2 separate regions of the Sus scrofa genome follow, and region 2 is linked to region 1. The links are chromatin contacts, called in public Hi-C maps. All regions are on one chromosome and are shown on one strand. The core of a region is the stretch at or near the end of the contact, and the rest is flanking DNA. Distances in the headings are between cores, read along the strand shown.

Region 1 (6,388 bases), core at 978-3,477:
CACACATTTTACAGAAGGTTACTGCTAGTCATGAGGAGCAGATGTCATCATGAAGGATTTTAGGGGTTTTCTAGATATGAGGAGATGCAAGAATTGGGCTCATAAAACCTTCTGAAAATATCTACTGTCTGAAGACCTGTTCTGCCAGTTTTCTCCATGCACAGAGTACCTCACTCCTGATCTCTACCCTGAGCTTCTTTCAGGGGGTGGCTCATGATTCAGTCCATGTAGAGGCAGATAGCAAGTGCCAATCTCCACTTCACAATGTATACATTCTTTTGTAGAGTAGTTTTTTTCAATTTATGGGAGGTGAAAACGAAACACAACAAAACCAGCCATGTGTAGCAGCCTGAGCAGAGAGGTGTTTGAGCCTCGTGTTTAATAATCTCTGAGATTTAGGAGTCTTGATAGGCTCTATAAGGGTGCATCTCAAATGACAGACCCCCAGAGACATGCCTTAAAGACTTCTGAGTCCCTTACTTTATCTTCAGGACAATCCCATGGGTGAATATTGACTGTTAGGTGCAGACAGTGAAAACCTGGGCTTTGAAAGGCTCCTACTTTGCCAGAGACCCTACAGTGAACCCCTAACTCACCCCTAATGTCACTATTCTAGGCAGGGTATTTTCTACCATCCAGAGTGGCCTGAAACACAACCGGATGTTAGGGCAGGGTGTTTCCTAACAGATCCTATCTCAGAGCCAGCCACAGCCTTACCCAAACTGGAGAGAGTGAATGTTTCCTGGGCTAGCTCTGTCCCACACTGACTGTTGTCTGGAGGCTTCCTTTGAGGCCTGGTGACAGCCAAATCATCCAGGCTATAACAGCAAAAAAAAAAAAGACTGTAAAGAAAAAAAAAATATTGCCTGCCATTTCATTTCTACAGGGATCAAGCCATGAGACACTGCGGTGGCCTTCTGGGGAATTCAGGAATTAGAAAACCAGGAAACATTCTGTGCTTTGGATATACAGGCCCCTAAATAGTAAAGATGAGTACCTAAGGAAAAATTTCAAAGGACCCCAGATTCTTGCATCTTCCCATACAAAGAAAAACACTAACATCATTAACTTGAGATGTCTGTTCTTCCAGCCAAAAAGTTCTAACACATCCTGGCTCCCTCCCTTTTCTCTTGGAGCTGTTCCTCAGACCTGTCTGAAACTGTCTCTGTGGCTGTGGTGCTCAGTAAGTTTTCAGAATAAAACTTAACTCACAAGTTTTATACTGTGCATTTTTCTTTCAAGTTGACAAGACCAAGGCAGCCTTAGCATAAGTGACAAGATTGGCATATTGGCGGGAATTGGAGTCACACAGACATGGGTTCCAGTCCTGGTTTTACCACCAACTGGCTTGGTGACCTGGAGTTTAACCCCCAGCTGGAGGTTTCTCACTTGTAAAATGGGATTGAATGATTCTTCAGGTCCAAGGGTTGGAAGGACGGCCCAGTGAGATTAAGACTCTAAAGTTGCTTTAGAAAAAGTTCCCAGCTATGCAAAAGTGAGGTGCTGTAATCACTGCTGTAAAACATTGTGTAGGAGGTTGATCCTTCTGACAGTGGAGAGCTGGGCCTAAGCACCGAGCATTTGATTCAGCAAATATACCAGGAGGGCCTACTCTGAGCAAGTTCCCCTTGAGGTACTGTCAGGGTCACAGAAAATTCCAGACCCTCAACAGAACACTCACCACTTACTGATTTTATTCATATCTTGTTAACTTAAGGTGAGGATGTGAGGTATTCGTCAGAAAAGCTTGAGGAGCTGCAAGGAAATTTCATTTGCTTATTTAACATATATTGGGTGGTAACCAAGCTGCCAGGCTCTGGGAATAAAGGATGGTGAGGTGAATCATGGAGAGGCTTGACTTTCCATCACAAAGTAAAAAGATGAAAAACAAAAGCAAAAGTGGGAGAGGAAAGAGGAAAACTGTCAGGAGCTGGCTGAAGAGGTAAAATCACTGAGCAAAAGTGGGAAAAAAAGGAACTTTATGCAACTTTATGGCTCAGTTCATGGGCGAAAAATGCTTCTTCACTGGTTTCAAGAGGATTTCCTCATGGGAGAAGTATTTCAGTAAGGCACTTTTGGGCAACAGAGTGAATGATTTTCTTATAGCATTTTGTCCCCCCCCCAACATTTTATGATGAGGTGACGAGAAAATTTTCAAACACAGAAAAGTCCAAAGAATGGGAACATTCCTAGACTTCCTGCAGTCTACAGTTAATATGTCACTGTATTAGTTGCAGTTTTTTGTTTTTTTGGCTTTTTTTTTTTTTAAGACGAAGTTTCTGGTACAGCTGTTTCAGGGAGCACGTCTTCCTAAAGAGATTGTAACCCTGTTTTCCCCAGGACAGAAGAATGGGATGGGGGTATGGTGGGAAGAGGGGTATTTTAGCCCGGGAATGTAGCTCTCTGGGAACCAGACTGGATGGGGGCGGGGGAATTAAAAGGGAAAAACAAAAAAGCTCTCGAGAACCCAGTTCCGCTGAACCTGGGCCCTCACTCTTACTGTGAGGTCTCATCCAGTTAACCGGAGGACCTGAGTCTCGTGGCTGCTCTTGGCTGGAAGGTCTAAGGGATCATCTTTCTTCTGATCTAGACTTGCTTCCTTCTGCAAAGGGTTGAGAAGGGCAGCGATGGCGGCCCCGGCGCCCGCCCGGAGCACAGGGAAACAAATGAAAATCTCTAGAGCAGCTCAGCCGAAAGAACCCTGAATTCTGCAGCTTGGCAGCCGGCCCCTTCGCGACGCCCCTCCGGGTGCAGCAGCTAGAGCGCCCGGGAGGCAGCAGCCAACGGGCCGGGGCGGGGGTGTCCTCCTGCGGCAGCTGCAGGGATCTACCCGGCCCAGCTGGCCGCGCGACTCTCGGCCGCCGTCCCGGGCGGAGTGGGCTCTGGGAGGGACCAGCCTCAGCGCTCCTCCCCCGCCGGTCCGGACCCGACTCGGCGCGCCCTCTGCAGAAAGCCCTCCTCTCCGGGCGAGGTAGGGGAAGTTGAACTCCCGCCTGGATGGGAGGCGGGAGGGAGCCCGACTCCTGTTGTTTTCCGCGAGCCGGAGTGGGTGGCGGGCGCAGGGGGCGGGGTGCACCCTCCCACCCTGGCCGGGCGCTCCCGAGAGAGAGTCGCGCTCGGAACCCAGCGCAGCTGCTAGCCTCACACATCGAGTTCACCCAAGCATCCTTCGTAGGGGCTGCGGAAAGTGGAGCTACTCAGTCGTTCCGAGGACCTGGGAGGAGCACTCAGTACCCCAGGGGCTGGGCCCTGAGGGGCGCACACCCAGCCTAGCCGGAGCCTGCGTTTCCCGAGGGGCCCCTGCCCACAACTGGGGCGAGATGGCCGCAGGCGTCCGGGTGCCGGAACCTCAGGTCCTCGTCTGCCTCTGGGCGCTCCTGACCCGCTGGGTCGTCGCAGGTAAGGGACCGCGATCTGGAGGGAAAAGTTGAGCTTTGCCAGGCAGCGGTGGGGAGCCTAGAGCCGGGGACCGAATTCCCTCCTACTCTGCGGGATCCGGTTGTGGCCTCGGCCCGGGAGTCGCCCCGGTAGGGTCTTGAGTTTCCTGCTCGCAGCTCGGTTTTTTGCAGGGAGGAATTTTCCCGGACGCTTGATGGAGGGGAGGACATCCTCACCTTCTTGGAGTGGGCAGCGGGCGAGGCTGCAAAGGGCCTGCAGAGAGGTGATGGGAAAACCATGGCACTTGAAGATGGGAAAATTGAAGAGGGAGGTGTTTATTTTTATTTTTTTTAAGCGTCAGATGTAAGTTCGAGTTCTGGTTTTACGTGCTGAGCTGGTTCTCAAACCCGAGGTTCCTTTATTTCCTCTCCTTACTCTACCCAAGGTTGAACTCGCCTTGCACCTGTAACCTGTGGATTTCCCTACACACACCACTGCAAGCGGACCTGTGTGGACTAGCGCAAAGTTGGGCTTTTCTCCCTCACTTGAAAAGCAAAACAAAACTTTTATTTTGAAATAATTTCAGACTTAAAGAAAACCTCCCCTGCACTTGACATCATCTCTTAAACTTGACATGATTGGCAAAAGGTCTTAAATGCTTCATCTATGCTCTCTGTCTTGTAACAATAAAGAATAGAAGGTTGCTTACAAAAACATAAAGAATTTTAAAAAGAATGAAAAAAAATTTTTGTATTTAGTTCACCAGCCAATGCATGTCTTTTGTGTGCAGGGTGGTGTGACATGCAATGAGAGGAATGGAGTGGAGGGAAAGGAGATGTTAGTTTGCCAGAATACTTGCAGCGTCCTATTTTCAGGGTTACCCAGTCTGGCACACAGCACACCCAGCTGATCTGTAGGTTCCTAGAGGAATTGCCCCACTGAGCTTCCTAGTGGCAAGTGCCGAAAGTTCCTAATCATGAAGCTGTCCTAAGTTTTTGTTTTGCTTCTAGCAATTATTAAAAACAGTTGTTTCTCATAAGTTAGATTTCTAGTTTATCTGGAAAAATCTGAAGATCTGGCAGCACAGGGACTGTTTTCCAACATGGTACTGAGCAGTGGTCACCTGTTTTCATCCAGGGCAAGTGACTTCAAATTTATTCTCCCTCTTGCTGCTATAGTACTGACCCCTGGCCCACTGCAGACATGGACATTACCTGCTGGCCCCTCCAGGCATTTGACTTGGTGGTCACCATGCAGGGGGGAGGAGAAGTGGACACACAGTTTCCAACTGGCCATCCCTGGAAGTTAAAGGTGATTGTGTATTCCCTTCTCCCCAGCTGTCTGCAGTGTTTACTGCATTGTAACTGTCAAGGGCCTGGGGACATCAGAAGCCTGGGTTGAAATCATCATACTGGAATGAACTGGCTGCAGCTCACCACACAGGGAAGCTTCCTCCATTGCCATGCCCAGTTATTTTGATGCCCAGGCCAAGTTCACCTATGTGTCCAGTGCCAGGGGGGCCTCCCTGGCCTGATATATTTTTGTTCTTTGTTTTTCAAGCCAGCAGTTGACTTGGGAGGAAAAATTTTCTTTTTCCTGTTCATTTAACTCCAGTCGGTGTTCATGCCCCCACTGTCATCTCAGATTGTAAACCTGGGGTCATTCTTGGGGGAAGGTGTAGGAAAAAGAAATGTTTGGGTACAAACTCAACTCTGTAAATGATAATATGAGGGCAGCATTGGGAAATGGTTATTTATATTGCTCCTTCCTTTGGTCCATTTCTGAATTTAAGGTTGGGAGACCTTTGAGGACCCTCTGGACAACTTGCGGATGACTTCTAGTAGCACAAATTGTTACCATGTCTTACTGTCTCACCCTTCTGGTTGGGAGACCAGAGTAAATTCCTGTGACCTGGAGCATTGAAGAACTGAATGGCAGTCCCAGCTTTCCCAGTGGCTTGTGTGAGGCCTTAAGTAAATCACTCAAGTTTTCTGAACCTCAGTTTTCTCAATTGTACAATGAAAGGGTTTACGGAAGTTCCCTTGTGGCACAGTGGGTTAAGGATGCGGTGATGTCACTACTGTGGCTTGGGTCACTGCTGTGGTGCAGATTTCATCCCTGACCTGGGAACTTCCACATGCCTCAAGCATGACCAAAAAATCAATCAAATAAAATGAGGGGGTTAGGATGGTCAAGTGTGGAATTAGTGCATCCTGAAGGACTCCCCATTCTTGTCTATGTCAGACATTACTAATGTATTCTCCGCTGAGCCCTGATGCAGCCTACCCTGATCTTTAACCCAGCCCTCAGGACTGCCAGCGTCTCAGGACAGAATGACCTCTCAGGTCACCTTCAGCTTCAGTGGTTAAAAAGAATGGAGTGAGCAAAGCCAGGAGAAGTGAAATGCCTTAAAATGGTGGATTTTGTAGTTATGTCATTCTACTCCTTGGAGGAAAAGACAATATTAGCTCAAGTTCCAAGACTAGTGTTTCACCAGGGCTTGTCCAAGTTTTTTTTTTTTTTTTTAATTCCTTTGCCAAGGAGCCTGGGAAGGAGCAAGTCTGCAGATCTCGTGAGCACACATTGTTGTGTCTGTAACTCTCTAGTTCTCTTCTCAGTGGGAATTACCCCTGAGAACTTGGGCTCCCACACCTAATTGTTTAAAAATAACTCTCACTTGTTTTTTCACATGATTTTTCTTGTTCTTTTGGAATCTCTAGCATTAGGTGACATTCTCTGCCTTGCAGCAAGTGGTTTAGAATTTTCTCTTTTTTTCACCTTGCTCTGGTTTATTGGAAATGATGTGGCCAAAACTGGGAGAGAGTCAGAACATTCTGTGGCTCCAGGCTGGCTTCTGATCTTTCACAGGGGACCCCTTTAACCAGACAAAAGGCCAAATACAGATAACTGTTACTTTCTTTTATAAAAAGGAAGGAGTTCCAGAGGCAGGTAGCCATTTTTTAAAAATTTTTCATAACCACCTACTACAGATATAATTTACATACCATAA
Region 2 (6,388 bases), core at 1,125-3,624, 190 kb after region 1:
CATCCTCATGGATACTATTCGGGTTCATAACCCGCTGAGCCACAATGGGAACTCCCATGTGTTTTTCCATTGCTTCATCTGAACTTGTTTTATGTCTGGGATCTTAGTTCTACTTTTCCTCTTATTCGGACAGTGAAGAATAAGGCAACAGATGGCCTGGGGTAGACCTTCCAGAGATGTTCTTGGCTGATATTTTTTGAGTTTAGCTCTGTCCCCCAGCTGCCCAGGGACCACAGGCATGGCATCCCAGAACTTCTGCAGTTTTCCCCTCAGTCACACCTCCTCTAGTGCAATACCCAGCTACTGGCTTTTTAAACAAATTTTTAAAAACAGCTTCATCCATCTTTGTCACTTGCCAGGAGGTCTCATGCTTCCATGCGTAGATGTAAATGCTGAGACCCCACCCCGAAAGCTTATATGTATCTGTCCAGCTAGGTCCCTGGGGAATGATGAAGGAAGAGGTAGGGGGATGGGCAGGGGGAAGTCATTTATACTAACCGGCTTTGCCCCCCTCAGGCCAGCCCTGGACAAAAGGGCCTGCTGTTACTTATTACCCTTCATGCAGGTTGTCCTTGTTTCAGAAAGGTTGGGAGAGGTTACACCTGGGACACAAGCTAAGTTTGCCTGAGGGGACCCCACAATCTTATTTTCCCCCTGCTTCTTCTCATTTGCAGGATGATCGGTCCTGCCTACATCATCACCCTGCCCTCTCTGGAATCAGCCCCTCAAGACTCGCTCATTTAATCAGATCGCCTAATTGGCACTGCAGGGGCGATGACGGATTAAGAACCTGAAGGCAGTGGTTCTGGACTTTTTGCCTCTGTCAGAACTATCTGGGGACCTTGTTTAAAAGAAATGAGAATCCCCCTGTCCCCAGGAGCATTTGATTCTGCATGTGTGGGTCGAGGGAAGCAGGGGCCCATCCTGCATGTTCTTAACAAGCTCCCCTAAGGGAGTGAAAGGTTGTCAACTTTAAAGTGTGGTATGGAAATAAAGGAATGGGGCAGGCTGAGGGGCCGCCTTAGCCCCTGCTTGTTTGTCCCTGGGACCGAAGGCAAGTTACATCATCACTCTGTGCCTCCATTTTCTCATCTCAAAAATGGGAATAAGGAGTTCCTTTCGTGGTGCAGCAGAAACAAATCCAACTAGGAACCATGAGGTTGCAGGTTTGACCCCTGGCCTTACTCAGTGGGTTAAGGATCCGGTGTTGCCGTGAGCTGTGGTGTAGGTTGCAGACGCAGCTCAGATTTGGCGTGGCTGTGGCTGTGGCACAGGCCAGCGGCTACAGCTCTGATTAGACTCCGAGCCTGGGAACCTCCATATTCGGCCCTAAAAAAGGACAAAAAAAAAAAAAAGTGACCAAAAAAAATGGGAATAAGACAGTTCTTAGCTCTTAGGGCACATAATGACAATCTAGTGACATTAAGGAAGTACTTAGTGTGGTGCCTGGCACATGGTAAATGCTCAATAAAACTTAGCTATGAAGATGATTATGAATGTATTATCGTGTAATATTTATTGATAGCATCCTTCTTAACTAAGCAGTAGGCACAGGGCTGGCAGGTAAAAAGTATCAACAGATGTCAGTTTTATTATTATAAATACATAATATATGCTATATAATATAAATATTGTTTAAAATTATGTATTATATATATATTAATACATATATTTTTTGGTCTTTTTAGGGCCATACCTTCAGCATATGGAGGTTCCTGGGCTAGGGGTTGAATCAGAGCTGCAGTTGCAGGCCTATACCACAGCCATGGCAACACTGGATAGGCGCCACATCTGCAACCTAGCTAGGATCTGCTAGCTCCTTGACCCAGTGATTGAAGCCAGAGATGGAACCCGTATCCTCATGGATGCTAGTCAGGTTCTTTACCTGCTGAGCCATAAGGTAACTCCTGAATTCTTATCTGTGATAGACCTATGACTATAATATATATTATACAGATACAGGCTACATATAATATGTACCATACAGTAGTATATAATAGATCAATATATAACATACTGTATCAATATAACATACTGTATATGTTATGTCATATATAGATATGTTTGAAATATATAGCAAAATGTATTGTTATGGCAAAAATATAAACATTATCATTATGTGAGGAAGTTACCAGTGGGGCTGGCATCTAAGTCAGTACTCATTAAATATATGAGCTCTTTTTTTTCTCTACTGTCTGTAATATTCATTAGCCATAAAAACGTAAAGAGAAGGAAAAGCTACCAGGAACACTGAAAGCTTTAACACAAAGCAGTGGGCGGTTTGGGGTAGAGCGAGCCGGCGCAGTAGGCAGCCCCAGGGCCAGCGCAGGACCGCTGGGTCCGGTTGGCTCCAGCGCGGAGATCCTGTTCTAACTGGGATGGGCTGGGGAGAGGAGGAAGGGAACGTCTCCCAGGCTGCCAGGCTTCAGCAGCGAATTTGCCTGCGGATGCAAATGGCCGGTTACTTGAGACGTGAGCGAGTCAAATAAATTCTCTCCGCTGTCAGCTGTCCCCCCCCACCCCAGCGGCGGGGATGTTATGACAATAGTCTCCCTGGCAACCGCGGGAAGGCGTCGGGCCGCTGAAGATTTCTTTACCCTCCACCACCGCCGCTGCTTCTGAGAACCTGGGAGCCTGGGCCGAAGAGCTGGTTCTGAACGTGGTGTGCCCGCTGGAAAAGGAGTTGGGTTATCTGGGCAGGGGCCTGATTCCCCCACCCCAGTGATGCTGGTTCATCGAAAGACCAAGAAATATGTCTTGCATGCTAGGCCCTGATCTGAACACTGGGGGAAAAGACAGGCAAAGCCCATGCTCTTTAGAGCTGACATTCTGATGGGTGTGTGATGATGATGATAGGGGGGGGCGTAACTATGGAAACCAATAAACAGGATAATTTGCGGGATAGCGATGAGTGCTCCCAAGGAAAAAAAACAGGGTGTTGTGCTGGTGACAGTGGAGGATGGTTGGGAAAGGATGACACTCCGGAGGATAGGAAAGTGCCATTTATGTCTAACGCCAGAGGGGAAGAACTCTAAGCTGTGGGAAGACGTGGGCCATTCGGTTTCAGGGCTTTGAGCTCTCTGCTACCAGCTGCTTCCTGCTAAAGAGAAGACAGCAGTGATATGGGGTGCTTGCTGAAGGCACCCTGAGGGGAACAGACGGCTCTGGAGCCTGTCTCTTCCTCCTGTGATTTTTAAGCCTCAGTTTCCACCTGTGTAAAATGGGCATTGCTATGAGGTTTACAGGAGAGCTGATTTCCATAAGGTCAGGAAGATCCCCAATCTGTACTGCACCCCTTTCCAGCTTCCATGGACTCTATTTTAGTGCTTTTTTTTTTTTATAAGTACCTAAAGTGGTGAAGGTTTTGGACCCCAGCAAACCAAACCTGAGGGGCTTTGCCGGTAGATCTCTCTCATGGTTCATCTTGGTTTAGATTCTGAGTGGAAAGTCCCCCGTTTTTACCTTAGAGATTTCAGACATAATTATTTATAGCTCTGTCACGTGCCCTGACTTTAAACTTTTTTTTTGTTTATGCTGCTAAATTTACCATCAAGCTAATACTGAGTACAGTAATAAGGCTTGAAGATGCTCAGATCCAGGAGGGAGGGTCTGAAGAAATTTTCCATCTGCGATGGAAAGTGCCAGGCTGCCCTCTGGTGTGGAGATGGAGAACTACAGCCTGCTCTCCAAGTCCTGTGATCCTTCTGACCCCAGGCCCAGGAAACCTTTTGTACCAGAGTGCAGGCGCTGATGGTGGGCTCAGCTTGCGAGTGCTATTCCATGGGCCCTGTGTTTCTTCCCTTGAAGATGGAATTTCTTTGAACTTTTTGCAGTTCAGCTCTGCATGGGCTTGAATAGAGGGTGACCTAAAAATAAATTAGGACACATGGGAAGGGTGAGGTCATGGTGAGGCCCCTTTCTAAGTGTTTCTCAACTTTGACCTCTAGATGGTATGAACTTTCTCCGCTTCAGCAAAGTGTTATGGGGAAGAGGGCTGGCAACTGGGCATCCTATCCTGAGTTCGAATCCTGACTCTCCTGCTGCTTTAGTGATGTGAACCTGGGCATAATTCCAAAGCCTCTGAGCCTCAGTTTCCCCATCTGTGGAATTAGTTAGTAACAGCTCAGCATCCACTTCAGCATTGTCACAGTGCTCTGCAAGGCAGTATCTTTAGAATCATTTTGGAAAATAATTTATTTAATGATGTAGGTGGATTAAGACCAATCCCTGAAAATTCCCCAAGTGGAGCTGTGCCTCTCACACTTTGTGTGGGGAAGGATCAGTTTTTTCCTTGCCTGGTACTTTGTAGCCAGTACAAGCTAGGATAAAAAATATCTTAGAAAAATGAAAGAGACCCCAAACGAAATATAAGCCTCTCTTGGGAACTATCAGATTCCACGGAAAATTACCCTGTCAAATAGCCATGACAGTGTCTAAATGCTCTCAATTTCTGTACTTCACTGGGCTGGGCTGCAGGGCCTTCCAGGCAGGGAGGGTGTGTAATTGATTTTATATTGCCCAGCTCTTTGTATTTAGAAAGTACCTAAACACACACAAACACACACACACCACTTTTAAATGAAAGGATGAGAGGCCTTTCTTCTCTTTGGGTAAACGTAGAACTCCCATCTTTATCATCCTATGGTCTTGCAACATCTCTTGTACGAGGCTGTTCTGGTAATTTTGCATCCTTGATGCCTGTGCTGACCCTAGGTGCCCTTCTTCCCTCTACTCCTCTCCTTGGCCTTGTGGTGTACGTTTGTATAGCTAGCTTGTCTGCCCCACTGGGAGCTCCTTCAGGCCTGGACTGGTGCAGCCTGCTCCTTGGATTCTCCAGGCTCTGGGTGAGGACAGCTCCTCAGGAGGTGCTTGGTAGAGGCCTGCTGTGCAAATCAGCCCACAGCCCTTAAAGGCCCCTGCTGGCAGAGTGGGGGTGGGGGTGGGGCTGCTCCCAGGCTTCCAGAACTGGTTTTCTGCCCAAGGATCCGGATGCTTAAGCTTGTCTGAGAAACAAACTGCTTTCCTTACATAATTCAGACAGTTAGATGGATGTTTCTCATGCTTGCCTGATGCGCAGGATCATTGGGGTGCTTATGTTTCTATGACTTCCTGGGCCTTCTCCAGATTCCCTGAATCAGAATTTCTAGGGCATGGGTCTGGAAGTTTAATTTTGAACAAACACCTCCAGATGATTCTTATGGTCAGGAAATTAGAGGGAGAGGGAACTAACTTGTAAAATTATCTAGTGCCTTAGGAGAGTTACTTAAGCTCTATAGCTCTCAGTTTCCTCATCTGTAAAATAGGCTGATGTGCATGTATGTGTATAGTTATATTTATTTATTTTTATGTGTTATATACATTTAAAATTTATTTAATGAAATGGCTAACATCATGACCCACATCTTTTTGTTGACAAGTATCTGACTTTCATGACATTTGTGATTAATTGTTACATAGATAATTCAAGCTTATGGAAAAATTACAAGATGCACAGGCATAAAAATGAGCAAATCTTACCTATAATCTAGAGATGCAGCTGCTAGCTGCTAGGAACATTTTTTTTTTTTGTATGTGTGTGTGTGTGAACATGTGCATTTATATTCAGAAAATGGGATGATACTGTTCCTGTTGTGTTGTTCTATTTGGCAGTAGATCATAACATTCTTTGTGTGTCAATAACTGAATGTTTGTTAGACTTGGGTTCAAATCTTGACTCCTTCACTTAGTAGCTGGGTGACCTTGGGCACGTTATTTAACCTTCCTGTGCCTTGATTTTCTCTACGGTGGAATTGGGACCGTCACTGGACCTGTGTTGCATCGTCACTATGAGGATTGAAGAGATAATTCCAAAAAGGGCTTTATCACAGCATTTGGCTCAGGAGGCCCATGTGAGCTGGCAGCCGTGGTTATTTTACACAACAGTGCTGGAGACCTGGTGGAAAGAGCTGCTGATTCCCAGGGTCCCCCTTTGGGCAGGGCTACTCCATCTCTGCCTAGGGCTGCTCCATCTCAACTTAATGCTCTGGGAAGTTTTCTGGGTCTTCCCTTGCTCAGACTAGCAATATGTATGGGTGTATGTATTTGTCCACACCCATGGCTTATGGAAGTTCCTGGGCCAGGGATCGAACCCTTGCCACAGCACCAACCCAAGCTGCTGCAATGACAGTGCCAGATCCTTAACCTGCTGCGCCACAGGAGAACTCCCAGACTAGCCATATTCTTGTCCCAAAAGGTGATTTTTTTTCCTTTTTGATTCAAGAGGAAACCTTGGACTTGTGGCTGCCCTCCTGCCTCCCCCCTTCCCTACTCTGTCTGCTTTCTACACCCATCTCTCTCCCTCTTTCTTTTGTTCTTTCTTTCTTTCTCTCTTCCTTCCTTTCTTTTTTAA

Evidence for each region. A called contact is a pair of places that touch in the nucleus more often than the background predicts.
Region 2: a contact with region 1 is called in a Hi-C map of fetal skeletal muscle, with 2.8 times the contacts expected there. The contact joins the enhancer-like site here to the promoter of VSIG10 in region 1. A contact is called at or near these places in 11 of 47 Hi-C or Micro-C datasets (embryonic fibroblasts, epiblast stem cells, fetal heart ventricle and 7 more) and 1 of 2 datasets of contacts at active chromatin or transcription factors (skeletal muscle).

Annotation. Positions count from the first base shown.
Region 1 is chr14:34,555,933-34,562,320 of Sscrofa11.1, forward strand. VSIG10 (V-set and immunoglobulin domain-containing protein 10) reads left to right here and starts at 2,228. Exons shown (of 10, transcript XM_001924427.5): 1 at 2,228-2,971; 2 at 3,176-3,399. The coding sequence starts at 3,321.
Region 2 is chr14:34,741,492-34,747,879 of Sscrofa11.1, forward strand. The region is part of intron 1 of KSR2 (kinase suppressor of Ras 2); the gene reads left to right. Among named protein-coding and RNA genes, the nearest start is that of KSR2, 69 kb to the left of the region's middle. Within about 2 kb of position 2,375, at least 26 of the 83 cell types and tissues checked have an H3K27ac peak or open chromatin away from gene starts, as enhancers often do. A contact at or near this core is called in fetal skeletal muscle, where this site is marked.